3 separate regions of the Zea mays genome follow, and all the other regions are linked to region 2. Evidence: chromatin contacts called from public Hi-C data. All regions are on one chromosome and are shown on one strand. Each heading gives the region's core, a stretch centred on a gene start, on an enhancer-like site or on the middle of the called end of the contact. The rest is flanking DNA. Distances are from core to core; before and after follow the strand shown.

The links. Hi-C and Micro-C count contacts between places; a contact is called where the count stands out from the background.
Region 1: a Hi-C map of leaf shows a contact between it and region 2, with 5 times the contacts expected there. The contact joins the enhancer-like site here to the promoter of LOC103628194 in region 2. A contact is called at or near these places in 4 of 25 Hi-C or Micro-C datasets (ear, endosperm, leaf and 1 more).
Region 3: a contact with region 2 is called in a Hi-C map of ear, with 2.9 times the contacts expected there. The contact joins the enhancer-like site here to the promoter of LOC103628194 in region 2. A contact is called at or near these places in 9 of 25 Hi-C or Micro-C datasets (bundle sheath, ear, leaf and 4 more).

The regions. Positions count from the first base shown.
Region 1 is chr5:51,661,985-51,664,911 of Zm-B73-REFERENCE-NAM-5.0, forward strand. No RefSeq gene overlaps it. Among protein-coding and RNA genes, the nearest start is that of LOC100383424, 51 kb to the right of the region's middle. Within about 2 kb of position 1,662, at least 16 of the 20 cell types and tissues checked have an H3K27ac peak or open chromatin away from gene starts, as enhancers often do. A contact at or near this core is called in ear, leaf and tassel, where this site is marked.
Region 2 is chr5:51,571,138-51,574,044 of Zm-B73-REFERENCE-NAM-5.0, forward strand. LOC103628194 reads right to left here and starts at 1,291. Exons shown (of 6, transcript XM_020538379.2): 1 at 802-1,291; 2 at 360-492; 3 at 20-123. The coding sequence starts at 842.
Region 3 is chr5:51,691,113-51,694,041 of Zm-B73-REFERENCE-NAM-5.0, forward strand. No RefSeq gene overlaps it. Among protein-coding and RNA genes, the nearest start is that of LOC100383424, 22 kb to the right of the region's middle. Within about 2 kb of position 1,544, at least 15 of the 20 cell types and tissues checked have an H3K27ac peak or open chromatin away from gene starts, as enhancers often do. A contact at or near this core is called in ear, leaf, root tip and 2 more, where this site is marked.

The sequences.
Region 1 (2,927 bases), core at 412-2,911, 91 kb after region 2:
AAGCCTTTAGAGAGTGGAGAGGTGCTGCAAAGAGCTAGAGCAAAGTCTTGAGCGCATTGTTACTCTGCCGGAGTGCTGTCAAGAAGACTGTAAGCAGCCACAGCGTTGTTGTAACCGAACTCAACATAGTGGAAGGCTCTATCTGTCATACTGACAGATCTGAGCAAACGGAGGAAGGAGTTGAAATAGACTCCAAGCCCAGGTGTGGCTAACTCCAACGAGGACTAGGCAAGCATTTTAGGCTTGGCCGAACCTCGGGATAAATTCCTGTGTCTGTGTGCTCTGCTCTGTGTTGTGTGTTGATCCTCTGTCTTATCTACTCTTTATATCTGCACTTCAATACTTATTTGTGGTTCAAGTTATATTTGAAGTGCAGGGCATTTTGAGACAGGATCTTCTATTCCGCTGCAACCTACTCGAAGGGTCTTTCATTCCACTGCGATCTGGTCTTCGAGTAGAGCAAGAATTTAAGTATTCAAAGTGATTATTATTATTCACCTATTCACCCCCCTCTAGGCGACATCCAGATCTTGTTCCCGGTCAAAGGGAACTTTCAGGAGTGCGGGTGGGGATTGCGGAGTTCGCGGCGGAGACTGCGGCGGGCGGGTGGGCGGGGTAGGGAGGCGGGGGCAGTCTACAATGCTCTCTTAATAGTTAGTAGAGACTCAGATTTGAATTTGGAAATAGAATGGAAAACAAAACACAAATAGAACAAAAGAAAGAAAGAAAATAACAAAACCGCCCTGGGCCCATTTCCTTTCCTCGGCCTAGCCGGTTTCCCACACCATGCGGCCCATTATTCTGCATGGCCGACCCACCCCACCCACGCCACACGGCCCAACACACGGTTGTGCACGTGTGGCGCTGCTAGGCAGGGCCCGTCGGTCGGCCACTATCCGCACTACCCCATTTGCCGCCATGTGGGCTCATGTGATCAGCGCCATCTTCATCCTGTAACAAATCAAAGCACCATCCGCAACAGAATTCCACTCAGTTCTATGACGAGAATCCAGGCAGGATTCGTTCAATGCCCCGGACTCTATAAATTTCTTCCACCGAAACAATCGGACCCGCTTAAGTCCTTGTTCGTTTGTGTCGGATTGGTAGGTCGGAACAATTCCTAGCCGGATTGTTTCTCTAATTTATATAAAGTTTGATTAACTGGAACGATTCCGGGTGCAGGAACGATTCCGGGTGCAATCCGGCATAAACGAACAAGGCCTAAACGAACTATAAATCGTTCCTGGTTATTTAACACGCATGCCCATGCCCTGGCCTACCTCCCGCATGCCACCATCCATTGGCTAAGAAGCAGGGAAAAATGGAGTAGAGCCACTGTGAGAGAGTCCAGGGATCACCATCGATCGGGGTCAAGCATGCGGCCATTGAGATCCCCGACGAGAAGGCATAACCAAGTCCACCACAGTTTCCTCTGTGCATGGCACGTTTTGGGTAGGGAGTTAGTCGAGTAAAATGTGAGCTCGCCGCTAACCGACGTAAGCCCACCGCGGTGCTTGGCGGCACTGCCAGGTTTCTGACCGGAGTTGAGGTGTGGAGCGTAATCTGTTGATTCGGGTACCAACGGCTAAGATTAGACCTAAGCATACCTCTTCGCACATAACAATCCAGACCGCTGGATCGGATCGAGCAGTTACGCTTGGATCACACTTCATTAAATCGAGGTCATAGATATCGGATCCAACGTCTAGCATTGCATACGAATTCATATGGGCTCCGATTTAATCGTGGGCACATGGTTTTGATCGGGCGGCTAGAATTCACATATACCCCTTCGGCCTGCCACCTTTATAAAAGAACCCTTGTGTTTGCATGAAACCAACCTGCGGTCCTGTGCAGTTCTAAGACCGCTACAACTAGGTCCAATTTCCTTTCAAGCAGACCCCAAATTTATTTGAAATAGGATCTACGATCTAGGAATTTCTAATTTCCTATAAATTAAAGCTGAAATTGAATTCTTAGTAAAAAGTCTAGAAAACTTAAATAATTCATAACTTCCATGTTTTAACTCCAATTTGACTCGTTCCAGTCAAATTGTCTAAGCAGTAGCAACATCATTTGTACCATATCACATATTCTTGTAATTAGATATTTATTTGACCTATGTTTATTAACTCTTCTAATCAAAAGTTAACATGTCCATAATTATAATTTGTCTATAATATGATCTCTAATCGAGTTATACCATAAATTAAAGTTGAGTTAGTTATATTCTCCTCACATGATTTAGATTAATCAACATAGACTATATATTTAATCACCTAAAGTTTTAGAAAACCATATCTTTTTAACCACAACTCCGATTATAGTGGTTCTCGAGCCTACGATCCCGTAGTAGTGCGTAGAATATTCCTACACAGTTTGTTCCCATGTTTGGTGTAATGCTATTTTTATGTACTACTTGTCTATTTGTATGTATTGCTACGAGTCGCAGCGAGGTCATGAGAAATCTAAAGACCAAACTTGGTGAAGTACCTGGAATCGCAAGTATAAGGCAAGTTGTGCCCTTGATCACTCTTCTTTACCCAATAATGTTCTTGTTAATCACTGTATCATGCTTAGGTTAATTTGATGGGACACAATAGGTTTCCCTAGTTTTGTTTACCCCACACCTTGCAAACAAGTGAACTATTGGGCAGACTTGCTATTGCTCTACCTAGTTTTGAGATTAATGATATACTGAAATATGATCATGTTCCACTATTATTGTTGATTTAATTATTAATCATGATAAGACTATTGTGTTAATTGGAACATGGAGATTAACTTGAGATAATAGTGCTACCATAAGGGTGGAATGAGATGCTCTTGGCCAAGTAGTTAGGAAAGCTAGGGAGAGATTTCCTTACCCGAAAGGGGCAAGCGGGGAGGCATCGCTGCAGAGTATAGGGAGGTTCTCGAGTCGGACT
Region 2 (2,907 bases), core at 41-2,540:
GCCGATTGGATTTATTTACCTCTGCTTCTGAAGGCTTCCCAGTTGCTTCCCAATGTAATGACAGAATCCTTCGATCATATCATAGCAAGAAGCATGGTTCAGCTCAACTAAGAGGCCATCTATCTGCATTCCAAATTGCAATTAATGCCAGGAAACAGAACACCCGAAGATCAGCAACCAGCAAAGATCTTGAGCCAAAAAGGTGCAAAGGCGATTGTAAAATATAGCAGCATCCATGAATTAAACCCCTAGACAAAGACTCTCCTACTCGCTTTGTGCCCAGAACAATAAACATTCGCGACTCTAGTGCTATGCATACGCAACGTTGAACAACAGAGAGCCCGGGTGGAGAAACATACCCTTCGGAAGGCGTGGGTGTCGAGGCCATTGGCGAGGAGGTCGGCGACGTCCTTCTTCAGGAACCGGATCATGGCGTGCTTCTTCCGCCTTATCAGAGCCATCCGCGTCCGGATGCATTTGAAGGCGTGCTTACTGCATCCGTCGTGGAACAGACAAAACAAAAGATTAGTTAGCCCAAGCCGCTTTTCCCGTTCAGGTTAAACAAATCGTCGCGGACGTGGGGAAGGGAAAACCGCATTCAGCATACCATCCCATCGTCCCAGAGAAAGAAACAAGAGAGAAGAACTGACAGCGAAAAGAAAAAGGAATCCAAACCCAGCGAAGAAACTACCCAAGAGCCGAGGAACAGCAGGCGCGAGAAGGAACGAATCCAACTGGGACCGTGAACAGAGCGAGCGGAGCACCAAGAAACCTGAGGAAGAGGAGGCAATCTTTGGGTACCATTTGTTGTAGAACTTGGAGTTGAGCAAGCTGTCGAACATCTTGCCACTGCTCCGTCGGACTCCTCCCTCCCCTCCTAGCGCCCTCGCCCTCCCCCCTCTCGCTTCCCCTGCGCTCCGACCAACAGACGAAGCGAAGCTACCAATGGCGTCGCCAGGGCATGAGGAGCGGGAAGGACGAGGAGGGGAAGGAGGGGAGTGGGCGGTTGGGGGAGGCACGGACCACGTAGTGGAGAATGGAGATGGTGGTGGGCAGACTCTACTCTGCCAGGAGGAAAGAAACAGAACGGACGTGCGAGCGAGCTGGTCGTCGCGGCGGCGCGGCGACGCGAGGCCAGGTGGAGGCGAGAGGGGTTCGGGCAGTTGCCGTCCGTCCGATTGGAGGTCGACGAACGGGAATCGGGACGGCGACGGCAGAAGCGGAACAAAGCAACCGCCTCTCGAAATTCGTATCTGCCCTTCCCTAAATCCTAGCAGTGGCCCGTTGCGGAATCCTTGCGAGCACGGAGCACCAGCTGGCTTTTTAAATTGCTACCATTTTTTGTGTGTGTATATCGTATAAATAGACATTGATTAAATAGATATTTATTTAAATATAACTATATTTTTTCATTTTCCAATTTATAGTATCGCATTATTAAAGACAAACACACGCGTGTCCTATTAGTAGACACCGTGGTGCTGTTTGGTTCAACACACACGCTGCTGCTTCGTAGAATCTCTGTTTCAAGCGGATAATGTATAACGAAAGTGATTACCACAGGGAACAGCAATGATTTTGACGTCCCGCATGGGATGACAGAAGTGATTACCACAAATGGTTTTCACGTGCCCCTTCTCAGTGGCCACTGGCCTCACCCTCATCATGCCCGCCTTTTTTTCTCCCGTTGGACAGGCAAGGGGCGTGCAGACGTGCAGTGCAGAGCCGGAGGAAAAAAAAAGCTTCCATTCCATAAGAACAGTAGGCGGGAACAACGTTTGGCTACCTGATCCATCCAGAGACATTTATGATTTGTGGCATCAGATTCAGCAGCAAATCAGTTGGTCGCTTTGGTTTGGGCATGGACATGCACATGAATACATGATGGGCTGAGCTAATCTTCTAAACTGTCACCAGCCAAACCTTATTTTTCTTTGTTATACTCCCCACCGTTCCTTATCTCAAGGCCACAAAGGTTTGTTTTAGATCAAAATTTACTTTGACCATTAATAACAAAATATTTATAAACATTGACTAAATAAAAATAAACTATTATATTTATTATTAAAACATCTAGCATAGTATATAATTTCTTTAATTTAAAAATAATTACTTTTATAGATATTATTGATCAAAGTTTCAAAACTTTGACTTGGGACAAACCTTTATGTTTGCACAAGTCAGGTCATGTCTGTCATGATGGGGGCGTGGCGAAGACTGATCGGTTCTCTTCCCAAGTCTCTGAACATACGAGACGTTGCCGGGTATTAGTATTACCGACAGAACCGGATTAACAATGGCAGATGATTAATTCAGAAACCAGATGCTTGTGCCGGCGAAGTGGAATCCCCAAGAATGCCATTTGGAATGTATGCATGGACACATTGCATTTGCTAGTTTGTACAGTCGTATACAGAACTATTTATTTAAAATTATCTACACTTTCTTTGCCATTCTGGACCTTCAACGGAATACATGCGGAGTATAAAAAGTTCACAGACCACAGAGGCCAGATGTTTGCTTGTTCACGATCGTTGACAAATTCCACTAATTAAACTGACACCTTGTAATCTATAAGAGCAACTCTAAGAACCGGACCAAGGCAAGGTAGGACCAGCCACGCCTGGTCGGGCTGGGTCATGCTGAGGCCAGAATTGTGTTTGTTTTCGGCTAATCCAGCCCTAACAACCTTCAACCGCAACTAGGTGAGTACCCGTGCGTTGCAACAGGGACATATAATAATATAATAACTTATATACAAAATGTGTCTTATATTGTTATAAGAAAATGTTTTATAATAAATTTGTAATCCTAGCCATACATAAAATTTGTTATTTTAATTTAGCTGTTTCACTACTACATTACAACCATCAGTATCATGCAGACTTCGATATATGCCACGATTTG
Region 3 (2,929 bases), core at 294-2,793, 120 kb after region 2:
GAACTCCGCTCCGCCCGACCCAGGGCTCGGACTCGGGCTAGGCCCCGGAAGACGGCGAACTCCGCTCCGCCCGACCCAGGGCTCGGACTCGGGCTAAGCCCCGGAAGACGGCGAACTCCGCTCCGCCCGACCCAGGGCTCGGACTCGGGCTCAACCCCAGAAGACGACGAACTCCGCTTCGCCCGACCCCAGGGCTCGGACTCCGCCCTGGCCTCTGCCGAACGACCTCCGCCTCGCCCGACCCAGGGGCTCGGCCTCGGCCTCGGCCATGGAAGACAGACTCGACCTCGGCTTCGGAGGAGCCTCCACGTCGCCCGACCTAGGGCACAGGCCCGCCACGTCAACAGGAAGCGCCATCATCACCCTACCCCGAGCCGACTCGGGCCGCAGAGAACAAGACCGGTGTCCCATCTGGCTAGCTCCGCTAGATAGGCAATGATGGCCCCCGCAAGCCCTGTGACGACGGCGGCTCTCAGCTCCCTTACGGAAGCAGGGGGACGTCAGCAAGGACTCAACCGCTCCGACAGCTGTCCCTCCGCCAGGCTCCGTTGCTCCTCCGACAGCCACGATATCACACCAGCAGGGTGCCAAGATCTCTCCGGCTGCCACATTGGCATGTACTTAGGGCGCTAGCTCTCCCCCCGCTAGACACGTAGCACTCTGCTACATCCCCATTGTACACCTGGATCCTCTCCTTACGCCTATAAAAGGAAGGACCAGGGCCTTCTTAGAGAAGGTTGGCCGCGCGGGGACGAGGACGGGACAGGCGCTCTCTTGGGGCCGCTCGCTTCCCTCACCCGCGTGGACGCTTGTAACCCCCTACTGCAAGCGCACCCGACCTGGGCGCGGGACGAACACGAAGGCCGCGGGATTTCCACCTCTCTCACGCCCGTCTCCGGCCACCTCGCTTCCCCCCTTCGCGCTCGCCCACGCGCTCGACCCATCTGGGCTGGGCCACGCGGCACACTCACTCGTCGGCTTAGGGACCCACCGGTCTCGAGACACCGACAAGATCTGAGGAGAATATTCCTTAATTGGAGCCACTCCGTTCTAGTTACTTTGTAACCAAACAACAATAAAACTGGGACAGAACGACTCCGTTCTATTTGACTCTTCAACCAAACACTACCTAAATTCCTCTTATAAACTAGAAGAGAGAGTAACTACTAATTTATTTAAAATTAAGAAAATAGCATGGAGCTTTTCACGCGTCTTTTCTAAACTCACTCGCTACTAAAGTCACTCAATAAATCATCATTTAGAGTCATTTAAATAAAACTCTTTTTATATCTTCACACTTCTAACTGTTACTCACTCTCTTTTCTGGCTAGCAACATATCACACCACACGCAAGACCGCAAAGTTTATAATAGAATATTATTTAAAATATTAATTTTAAATAGTTAAAAGGAACTATCAACTAGGATGGACCTGCAGATGCTAACGAAGTCTTCGTACCTGCAAGAAAGGAGGGGCCCAATATGCCCGGTGTTGCTCGAGCAACACCTTGGCTTAGCCCAACTAGAGACCCACAAGAAAAAAACTAGTCCTAACTCCTAACCCTACGTGAGACGCATGCACCCGCGCCCGGTCGACTGAGCCGCAGTCACCAACCGACGAAGCCAGCTACAAGCTCCATGCGACCGTGCCTGCCTGCATCGATCGTTCATTCGTTCGTCGTCGCCCTGTCCCTGTTCCACCAGGCGTCAAGCTCTGGACTCCGTGTTCCGCTGAGCCCGAGCTCCAGACTGCCCACGCCCAAGCCGACTTGGCTCGGCGGCGCGCGTTCCAGTCCTAGGCCACCCGGCCGAACGAGCTCCTCCTCGGCTCCCCGAAAATCGGCAGGCCAAGGTCCTCCCCCGCGGGCCGTCGTGCCGGTCAAGCTCCTCTCCGCGGAACCGCCCCAACCGTCTAGCTGAACTCCGCAGTCCGCCCCACGCCACAACGATCGGCAATGACTTACCCTGTGGTGCTCTGGAACGCCGCATCCCATCACCTCTTCTCCTACCCCCACCATCGAAGTCGTTGTGATCTCTAGACTGACCACTGTTGACGCTTTTTCGGAGCGCCAATCACTCAAGAAGAACCGGCGGCGGTGCCCTCTGCACAGGGGCGGACGGTCCGCGCGCAGGGGCCGGACGGTCCGCGGCCTGGTGCGAGGCGGCGGCGCTCTCTGGTCAGACGCGGACGGTCCGTGGCACAGGGCCGGACGGTCCGCGACCTGGTGCAGGAGCTCGAGTTCCCTGCCTGACGGCCGGACGGTCCGCGCCCTAGGGCCGGACGGTCCGCGCGTGCGCAGGGGCGGCGGTAGATCGCCGACGGCGCCTGGATCTCGCTCCCGAGAGGGACCCCGTCGGGGAGGAGAGATCCTAGGAGTTGTCTAGGCTCGGGCAGGCCGACCTAGACTCCTCTAATCGACGTAGAGTCGAGGAGAGGCGGAGAATTTGGGGATTGGAATACTAAACTAGGGCTAAACTAGAACTAGACTAGAACTACTCCTAATGCATAAGGTAAAAACGAGTAATAGACTTGATTTGTTCGATTGTTGGGGGTTCAATCGGCCGTAGCCCTTCATCTATATAAAGGGGGAGGTCTGGATCCGCTTCCAACTGATTTCCGAGTTAATCCCGCGGTTTTAGGTAACAAATCCCGCGAGAAACTAGGAACCCTAACTGACTCTGCGCACGCGCGGACCGTCCGCGCCACCACCGCGGACGGTCCGGACCGCGGACCGTCCGGCCTCCGGGCCGGACCGTCCGCACGGTCATTTTTGGGTTCGAACATATGCCCCCTGCCTTTTGGTGAAGGTTGACGAACCAAAAGCATATGAACTAAACCTGATGTAAGTCACCGGCTTTTCGATATGGAGATTATTCAATAAAGCACCAATATAAAGGCCGTTTCGGATTGTATCTTTCTCGGCCATGAC